Regions from separate parts of the Lactuca sativa genome. Here region 2 is linked to region 1. Evidence: chromatin contacts called from public Hi-C data. All regions are on one chromosome and are shown on one strand. The core of a region is the stretch at or near the end of the contact, and the rest is flanking DNA. Distances in the headings are between cores, read along the strand shown.

Region 1 (5,553 bases), core at 866-3,365:
CAACAAAAATACTTAATTAATAAACAAATAAACAATTAAGATTATTCTAAAAAATTTGTTACAATTTTTAACCGTAAATCAAACAATTAAAACTTCTTTAAAACAATTTTGCAATCAATTTATTGATTTTGGAGCATTATATTTTTAGAATCATTCAATTATATTTTATAACTAAGTTTAAAACACGTATATTATACGGGTTGATTAAAAAAATATATTGAAATGTAAATAATATGTATTTTTTAAAATACAATTTTGAAATAAGAAATGAAATATGAAATAAGAAAACGAATTAATTGCAATTTAGTATAATATTTAGAGAAAATTGCAAAATTAACCAAATATGTTAATTACTTTGTGGAAAACAGCAAAAAAAATCCAAATTGCATTTTTAGCAATCAAAATCGCAGATGAATTAAGCTCGTCTGCGATTTTGGCAACTCATATGCAAATGTACAAGTCGCTAAAGCACAGTCGTGCTTTAACGACTTGTACATTCGCAAATGAACTAGTTCATCCATGAACATAGAAATCCATATGTGAACATAACTATGTCAAGTATAAAAACATAATTTTTTGCTTCATTTTCACACTTTTTTGTTGGAAACTCTCTCTAAGAAGTGATTTTCTTAGCCTATATGCGATTATGGACGATTTCGTAGTCTAACCTATCAATTTAGTAGACAATATTTAAAAACAAAGAAAAAAACTCAAATTGTAGTTCGAATGAGAGAAAATCGCAGATGGGCTTAGTACATCTGCGATTTTAACCATACAAAACAGGTATTTATATAGCAAAAAATAAAAAAAAAATTAAAAAATTAAAAAAAAAGTCATCTAAGAATTTACAAATCGCTAAAGCAAGATTGTGCTTTAGCAACTTGTACGTTCGCAGATGGCTTGTTAAAATTGTAGATGGGCTTAGTCCATCTGTGATTATGGTGACTAAAAATATAATTTGAGGGTTTTTTGGCTATTTTCCACACAATATTTAACATATTTGGTTAAATTTGTAATTTTCTCTAATATTTATTATATTTGATAGTTATATATATATATATATATATATATATATATATATATATATATAATATTATGTGGCTTTTAATTTTAAAAATTGAAAAAAAAAACATAAATTGACATGTGGATATTATTTATTTAAAAAATATCATAAAATGACAAGTATCAAAACTCATTAGAGAATGACATATGACAAAATTATGATATTTATTATAGTAGATTTGTCAAATGTATGATATAACATCTTCAAAAGTTAAAACCATGTGACAACGGTAACATAGTAATTTGACTATTATTTTTCTAGATTCCCCTCTTTAATTACTGACTTTTTTTCCTTTTCATTTACTATAACTAAGAAAGTGATGTTTACCAATGAAAGAAGCGAATAGAGATAATAGAGATAATAAGAACCATTATAAGAAAAAGAGAGTGAGACCTCAGGATGAAGAAGCATGCACTCCTGGAGAAAGGCATATGACAACGGAGATGAGCTGAGCAATTGAATCCGCTAACAAGGAGCGGAGGGAAATAGAAGACGGCGGTGTCAAAAAAAATATGTAATTTTTTTTATTAGGGTTTTATCTTTTTTTAGTCTTTTATTTTGTAGACCATCTAATATTTCATTTTTTTGATTAGGGTTTAAAAAATCAGATAGATTAGATTACTATCTCTACTAAAATATAATGTATTCTTGTTAATTGCCTCTTAGATCCAAATAAATCAGTATATCTATTTTCAACAAGTGTCTAGTTGAATTTACTATACAACTGAACAGATGGCATATTAAATTTAGTATATGATCGAATTATAAAATGAAATCCAAATCTAGGGGTGTCCATAGACACCCTTAGCAATAGCGTGGGTCAGGGCCGGTCTAGACAGTGGGCAACCGGGCGACCGCCCAGGATCCACGTCTCTAAGGGGCCCAAAATTTATGGGATATATATATATATATATATATATATATATATATATATATATATATATATATATATATATATATATATATATATATATATATATATATATATATATATATATATATATATATCCTAATTCTAATAAATAAGTAGAACTCTGCACGACCCAAAATCGAGTTTTCCCGCTCATTTATTCATCTACGTAAATGCCATTGAATCAAATTGAATCAAAGTTCAAACTGATGCAATAAATCCGAAAATTTTAGCTGTCAATTGCAATTTCGTGCGTGATTTGAGGAGATTAGATTAGTAATTTGAAAATTTCAGTTATCACCTCCTTATCTTCACGCTCTTCTGGTTTTGCGCATATTTAGCTGGGAGGAATCGAAAGGAGCGTGAATAAGATGAGTGTCCGATGGTGCCCTGTTATTGTCTCTGTTCTTGGGCTATTGGTGTTCGAATCCGCTTTGTTTGTTGATGGAGGAACAACCAGTAGTTTTGTAAGAAAATATGAGAAAACTATCGATATGCCTGTTGACAGTGATGTGTTTACTAAGTCTCCCGGTTATAATGCGCCTCAACAGGTATCGATTTCCATCTAAAATCCCCATTTTCATATCGCTTTCATTTTAGGTTAGTTTTGATAGTGTTTTGTTCAATTTAAGAACCTCATTTGCATTTCGCTCAACTTTTGAGATTAATTGTATGATTTAGGAACCTCTTTACAGCTCATCTGCATCTACTTGATTTACACTTGGTATTGTCGATGATGTTAATGAAATTGATTGTCCGTTTTCTAAATCAAGGTTCATATAACCCAAGGTGATCATGTGGGGAAGGCAATGATTGTATCTTGGGTGACAATGGAGGAACCAGGTTCAGATACAGTTGTTTATTGGAGTGAAGACAACAGTAGTCAGAACACAACTAAGGGCATTATTACCACCTACACATACTACGATTATACTTTTGGATTCATCCATCATTGCAATCTTACTGATTTGGAGGTACTAATTTTGATTTCTACTACCAAACATTCTTATAATTCGTAACATTTAAGATCTTTACACTAATTTTGATTTCTACTACCAAACATTCTTATAAATAAGTACCTTCATTGCCACGTGGCATTCTCTCAGCCTCCCCCAATCGATTTTTCCCGCTCCTATCGTCTAACTGAATTCTCAAAATCGCCCTTTGATTCAATTTTCTCAGCAACTTCAGTTCATTTCGAAATAAATGGGTGTTTGTTATTTTTCTATTCACGATTCAAGATTTCATAAGGCAAGCTGTCATATCTTATTTCCTGCATGTTTTTTAAATGGAAACTCATTAAACCTTATTCAATTATGTATATATCAATATAAATTCACATTTATTATCCATAACTATCTATTCCAAATGATTATCACTACCTTATATAACGTAATATATCTAAATTTTAAAAACAGTCTTCAATTATCTTGGTTAAATAGTCTCACCTATCTCGCTTCATACTTCACAAATCGATTCATTCACATATCCAGTGCAGTGCAGTGCAGGAGCAGAAGAAAATAAAACAGCGAACTCGACATCCATTCTTCGATTAGGTATGGTGAAATATTCTCACATCTTTTTCATGTTTCTATTGCATAACTATTCAATATTCTTCTTCTTCCTGCTATATCATGTAATTGACCTTCGTTAAAAATTATAGATAAAAAATAACGTGTAAACCGGTAAAAACTAAATCATGATGGCATAAACTGATAAACTTTATAAAGTTATTATATAAATAAGTAATCAGTCTTTATAAAAACAATTTACAGTGAAGGAATTCACATCTACTATATCAAAAACAAATATAATAAGCAGGTAAAGATATTCATGTCTGGAGTCCGCACTTGCTGTTGTTGATGGTTGAAAAACAATGGCATTTTATTATGTGTGACATTGAAAATACAAGTGTTCAAATAAAATAAGTTAAAATACAAAGTTTTGTGAAGAGGTTTTCTAAAATATTTGAGTAATGAGTGGGTGTGGGGCACTGTGTTACAGAAAGACCACCTATCTGTCATTACACTTCATTAGGGTCCATTTTATGAAAGTAGATTGCCATTTCGTGCTTTTATCCCATGATTTTTCAGATATAACTTCTAATTTTTAATTTATAAACTATAATATCTAAACTACAGATGCATTACTTTATGATATCCAATCAGGTTACACATGACTGTTCGGTACGAAATAGTAATGTACTTACATACTGAAATTCTGGTTGTACCCTTGTGCTACTTAACTTCGGTTATTCATCCTTGATTCTGTGCAATTAAACAGTAGAAACAGTCACATTATTCCCACTAAATCAAGAAAAAATAATTCTAATTATTGCAAAACTTACTCATATTTACCTGTCATTTAATTCGGATCGTTTTAAATTGGGTATCAACCCCTTATAATCCGAAAAAACATACATGCCAGTGCTACTTATTTAGGATAAATTAATTAAATTTTAAAAATTTACCAACTTCATCCCTTAAAATCAGTAACGTATTACCCTATATATTATTACATTTTTAATCCAGTTGATCTTTTATAAATTTATGTTTTCATTCTCTTTATATTTTATAGAGCTCCAATATATATTTCTTCATCCCTGCATCATATACAACAAATAACATGTTAGTTTTCTTTTTACTTAGATTAATCATTCCCTATGTACTTTATATGTAATTTGTTCATCTTCTATTTCTCAATCCAAAACAAAAATATGCTTGATATGTGTTAGTGTATGTGTGTTGTGTGTGTTTCTATTGTGTTGTGTTTCAAACTATTTTCTAGAAAAACATAAAATAGACAACAAACTTTGTATCATATGAAGAAAATAGCATTGTACTTTCAAAAAAACCGATTTCTTAACTTTTTTCCTATTAAACCATTCTAATTTGAATGACCATTCCCAAAAATAAATGGAAAAATAGTTCAAAAAAGTGTATGTATTTTCATTGTCTAACAAATAGTAACATTATAGCTTTCAAATCCCTATTGATAAGTTTTTGTTTTTCAATTTTACCGATTTTAGCTTTGTTCTTTAAATTTATAATTGGAAGGGGTAAATTGGAGCATGTGAATTTTTTTTTTTAAATGTTCATTCCATTTTTCGTTAATAACATTTACAGTCAATCAAAAGTAAGGAAAACTTAATTTATGTAATAACTAAAGGACTCGATTTAATAAGCTCTAATACTTGAACTCACTGCAGCTGAATCAAGAGGAATGTGGGCACTTTTGTCGATCTACTGGTTCATGAGGAAGAGGTGATAGTTGAGAGTATGAAGCATAATGAACACTCTGCAAAATCAAGTTAAAATTACACAAACATTTAAAGTAAAAGAATTTTACATACTCATACAATAATAATAAAAACCATAATGAAAAGTTAATATATAATGATTATAAGAACTATGAAAAAATAAAAAGTCCTTAGACTTACTGATGTGTATAATGAACCTCCAGTATGATTTGTCTTACCCGCTCCTTTATCCCTAGATCACTATTCCTGTTTATGTAAAATTATGAGTATAGATAAATGGTAACAATTGTACTTTAAAATGTTTTTTGGTTTAATATGATA
Region 2 (5,553 bases), core at 1,109-3,608, 410 kb before region 1:
AACCCTAAAAGCTCAACACCTCTCCTTTTCGATATCATCGCAGCAGATTCATGGATTTTTTCAATCACATTATTTCTTCGCTTTTCATCAATGTCTCGTGTATCTGAACACAGATTATAAATTTATTTTACCAATACTTTAAGTTTCTTATTAGTTTTTGAATAATAATAAGTGCACCTATTTCCATGTGTGCTTTGCTAGGGATGCTGTTGATTGCTCCAGGATGCAACTCCAGTATACCTTCAAAGATAATACAAAAACATCATTTTAACTTTTAAGGATAAATGATAATGAAAGTGATTTTGAAAAAAAAAAGATTACCAACAGTTCCAACAGTGTCTATGGATCCAGATTCAAGAACATGTTTTTCCACAGCTAGTGCCAGCTCAGCAGCAGCCAAACCTGCATCATTTCTTTTCCAAAATTGTGTATAAGACTCAAATATGTCATAATAATAATAAAAACAAAAGTTCTAAAGAATTGTTTATTTTATTACCTTTGAGGCATTAAAGCAGCTCCAGCATGACCTCCATTTCCTCCAAAATCAACTTTAATACTTGCAGGAGCAGCAATAGCAGTCACAATACCAATAGAAATTCCTTCATTTTCCAAAATAGGTCCTTGTTCTATATGAAGTTCTACAAAAGCTGAATATCTTTTATCATCTAAAAACACAGTGGAAAAGTCATTGTTTTCTGCATATCCAGCAGATTTTGCAGCTTCCATGAAGGAAATATTCTGATTATCTACAGTCTGCTTAAGAGCTGTAGCAAGTGAGACACTTCCAGCTAATAATCGGCTGAAAAAAAAAATCAGATAAGTATCTCACAAGAAAAATAGAGATTAATTACTGAATTATCTTTCATTCTATAATCAAACTTGCTAAAAAGTACAAACCTTCCTAAACAACTGATGCCATATCTTGTAGGCTCTTCTGAGGTAAACATGATTACTTCTAAAGACCTTTTAGGCTTAAATCCATATCTGTAAATTCCAAACATCAAGATAAAACAAGACTTTAGGTGACAAAAAAAACACAAAAAGTGCAATAAACTCAAAAGATTTAAACACCTCTTTAGTACATTAATGGCTTCAATGGCACCCAATACACCAACTACCCCATCATATTTCCCAGAATATGGAATAGCATCGATGTGAGATCCTGTTGAAACAGCAGATAGATCTGGTTCACTCCCTTCCCTGTAGTGTATAGAATCAAACAAGATCAAAAGTCAACTTTCAGAGGTTCACTTTAGTACAAAATATTTCTATGTTATAAACTAAAAGTAGTACAAGATATTGTTTAAGGCATACAAATAAACTCACCACTGACCAAATATATTGCCAACAGCATCTTCTCTCACAGAAAGACCAGCTTCTTTCATCAACTTCTTGATGAACCTAAATGGAAATTGACAAAAAAGATTCAAGAAAAAATAAACAGATTTGTGTTTCTTCAACAGACTAACCACTTTTTTGCAGTTAATATATAGATTGATCATTATAGAATATAGAAGATGTTCCTTTTCAATCAAAACTATAACTAATTTCATAAGAAGATCATGAACAATTCCATAGGGCGATTATCGTTTTTAAGGCGTAATTCTAATGATCATAATCGATTACATACCTTCTAGCCAGTACATCATTTTCGCTGTACAAGATCCTTGTTACTGAAGGGGCTGGTGAATCCGAGAAACTCGAAAGTTCATCGATCTGTTTTCAATTTTAACAATATAAGTAACTCATTTGATCATCAAAACTCGAATTTGGAGTTTACTGGGATGCGGAGTGCAGTTGATGCTTGAAAAGAACGATTATCATTCCTACTGCTACTACTACTACGAATTCAGTTCGGCATAAGTAAAATATCTATGATGAATAGAAGCAGAAAACGACTGGATTATGAAACTGAATGATACACCACCTGTTTCTGAAGATTTACAGAATCCACCGCGAAGGAAGAGACGGAGTCAATTTCATGAAGTGGATAACCGGAGAATTCCTCCATTGTTTTGATTGTTGAGTCCATTTCATCAACATTTTGAGCTTGTACGCAAGCGATGAAGGTAACGAAAAGAACATAGAGCATGAGACGGAATCTGAAAACCATCATTATCCTTGTTCGATTGGGATTGTTGGGTTTAGAATTTTGATGAGTTTAGAGTGAATAATTTAGTCACGGAGTGGAGAGATGAATCCGACTCCATTAATCAAAGGGGTTTATCGCATGTGGAGCAGATGATGACAAAGGACAAACAACTTTGCCTCTAAAAGCTGGTATTTTCTTCAATAAAATATCTCCATTTAAATTTCCTAGGTGACCATGTGAACCAAAAGAAGTTAACATTCAAAGAAAAAAAATAATTCTATTGAAACTGTGAGCCAAACGAAGTTAACATTCAAAGAAGAAAAAATAATTGTACTGAAAATTGATAGGGATGATGGGATTCTTTAATGTATTTGATATATTTGATGGAAGTGATATTTTTTTATTATTTTATTTTTATTATATTTTTTTTTTCGATCTCTTCGTTTCCCTTCGAAAAATTTACAAGAAAACATTGAGGTTTATAAAGTTTTAGGGTTTCACACCGTTCTTTCTTTTTTGGTCGATTTTACCTCGTAATTTTCATGCAACATGTAATTTTCCCTTTTTGTGTTAACTGGCATGTTATCTCAATGCCTTATAAAATGAAATAAAAAGATCCGTGATGGGAGACTTGAACTTCTTTATGATTGTGTCATTTGTTGGTGTTTCTAACTCTGTTGTTGGTAGCAATAAATGCTTGTCGGGTTTGTGGTGGTGGGCATGCCTCTAATGCAATAAATGTTTGCCGATTCTATGGTGGTGCTCATGTCTTTGATGCTAATGATGTTTGTGATGTTGGTGATGAGAGATTTATCTCGTGATCGTATTGTAGTTGGTTATAAACATGTGAAAAATGCTTTGGTGATGGTGTGAAAGACGGTGATATGACAACCGGTAAATTAACTAAGTCAATCTAGGCCACGTTATGCGTCCAACACTTTATAAGCGTTCCTTCAAAGTGGGCTCTAACTTGGTATGGGCAACGGGTTGGACCTAGACCGAATCGACCTGAAGACCAAAAACCTGAAATTCTTGAATTACCTTGATCGATGGGTTTAGGTTGTGCCACTTCCGGTTTCGGGTATGTCGGTTTTGGGTCCCAAACCAAGCTTCAGTCCTTGTACTGAATTAGAACATTTGTTGGGCTTCATATAACTTGTTGGACTATTTTATTATTTGTTGGACAACTTTTACCATACATCACATTCATGTTATAAAATGACTATTATTTTATCAAAAAAATGAGTTAACTCTTTTTTATTATTTCTTTTACTTTCAATCATAAAACAGTCGTCACTTGCTAAAAAGAGCATGACAATAAATATCATTGTACGAAAAATAATAATAATTAAAATATCATCAATACCAAAATAATAATAATCAAAATATCATTGTACAAAAATAATAATAACCATGTACCAAGCCAATTATCATTATAGCAAAACAAATAATCTATGAAAAAAAAACAATTAAAATGTAATCGGCTTCTTTCCATTCATTTACCTTCTTTTTCATCCATGGATGCTTCAATCTCTATATAAAAAAAAAGGTAAAATGGATAACATTTTATTAACACTTAGCGACAAATACAAACTTTGGAGCCATGACACACCACGACGAACTTTTTAGAACTTTAAAAATCTTTTTAAATAATTATCAAGATGGAAATTTAAAAAAAAATATCAAAATAAGTAATTTATGTATTAACTATAACGTTAAATGTAACACTGCATCAATGACATATTTACTTTTTATTCGCACGACATATAATTAAATGATATGATTATAATTAGATATCATAAATGCTTTAAAATATTCTGGATTTTATATATCAACTTTACTATAATAATAGTATTAATATAATTAAATTATTTTCAAACTATTTTAAAATCCTGTTCTAAACTGTTTTTTTGTAATGTTTCTCTTTCTTTTTTTTTTTTTGCGCTTTAATATAGTCCGCAGTTCAAAAAAAAAAAAAAAGTATTTAAAACATATTTCCTCAAATAAGAGTTTGAGTTCGGAAGGGACATTGCAAGGGGAACCTACGGATTCCGACGGTACGACCCCACTAACATAGCCGCTGCCTCCTCTCTGCGTCTCTGCTTCTGACAATCTCCTCGTGCAGTTCATCGCCTCACGACAGATCCTCCACCGCTGCTGCTCCGCTACGCCGCCGACGATCAAGAATAACCATGAATTTTTGTCAGGTAAGTTGTGTTTGTTTATGTTTCACCATATGGATTGTGGTTACTTTATTCGCTTTTGCTAATTTTGATATGGCCTATTAAGTTTGATTTTGCTCAAAACTGATTTAGGAGCTATTTTTTAGGGTTTATAAACTCATAACCAAGCGTAGAACAAACTGATAGGATCTAGTGGTGGATTTTGTTTGAATTTGGGGAATTGTGATGCTATACCACGAGGACTAGTGATTTAACTACCAGATTTCGTATTAAAACACAGTTTTTCTTTATAGTTGTATCAGATAATCATTATGTTCAATTTGCTGTAATGCGAGGTTAGTTATGAAATAATAAACACAGGGATTGAATTTGATTAACAACATTCTATTTGGAACTGTGATATAGGGGGTGTATGGATGTGTGTTTAAGCCAATTATTGTGACTTGATTCGTAGTAGTCAGTTTTAGATGAACTTGGAAGTTGGAAATGACAAAATCATGTTTCTGCAGATTTTGGGACCTTTTAAGTGGGATGTGTCCTCAGATAACTCCTTAATGTGGTGCAGAGTATATTCATTAAGAGGATTGAGTTGAGAAATAATTTTGCTAATCTAATTGAATCATTGGGGATTAAGGCATGGGTTTTTAGTTTGAATGATTCTATTTTGAGTTTTCCAAAATTAAGAGAGTTGTTTTTGCATCTTTGTCCCAACATACCTGTGGATTAATGAACACAACAAACATCTCCACTAAAGTCTGATTAACAAGTCTCCCAGTTCATCATAATTTCCTTTTCGCTTTCAGTATTTTCTTGCATTTGTACTCTATTTCCAATATTATCTGTTATTTATTGGCCAATATGTTTTTACATCATCTATCTTTATGTTTCCATTTCCTGCAATAGACAGAGAAGTTCTGTTTCTTAAGCTACACAATCTTTTAGGGCAGACACTGAAATTGTTTTAGATTTTAGTGGACCTTGGCACCTTGTTAATGGAATCACATGGAAGTGTTTGATTACTGGACTTACAACATAATGCTCAATTGTTATTTGATTATATTTTTCAGGATATACTCAACTGCTGAATTAAATATTTGATCAAAATTGTGAAGAAGGAAAGGGAAAGATGCTTTCAGGTTTGAAATTCATACCACGGGATCAGATTGATGATAAAGTAAGCCTCATTCCTTTAGTCTTCCTTTCTTATAATTCATTTACTTCAGCTAATGATGTGATGCTATATAATAAAAACTATGTATTAAATGTGAATCCTGAACT

The links. A called contact is a pair of places that touch in the nucleus more often than the background predicts.
Region 2: a contact with region 1 is called in a Hi-C map of leaf, with 3 times the contacts expected there. The contact joins the promoter of LOC111897274 here to the promoter of LOC111897249 in region 1. A contact is called at or near these places in 2 of 4 Hi-C or Micro-C datasets (both in leaf).

The regions. Positions count from the first base shown.
Region 1 is chr5:185,594,325-185,599,877 of Lsat_Salinas_v11, reverse strand. LOC111897249 (purple acid phosphatase 2) reads left to right here and starts at 2,115. Exons shown (of 4, transcript XR_006191865.1): 1 at 2,115-2,524; 2 at 2,747-2,947; 3 at 3,467-3,529.
Region 2 is chr5:186,005,695-186,011,247 of Lsat_Salinas_v11, reverse strand. It overlaps LOC111897274 (ureidoglycolate hydrolase), which reads right to left and starts at 2,358. Exons shown (of 11, transcript XM_023893236.3): 1 at 1,928-2,358; 2 at 1,631-1,716; 3 at 1,327-1,401; 4 at 1,072-1,200; 5 at 898-984; 6 at 497-799; 7 at 322-413; 8 at 178-240; 9 at 1-103. The coding sequence starts at 2,116. It overlaps LOC111897182, which reads left to right and starts at 4,083. Exons shown (of 10, transcript XM_023893135.3): 1 at 4,083-4,299; 2 at 5,343-5,449. The coding sequence starts at 5,402.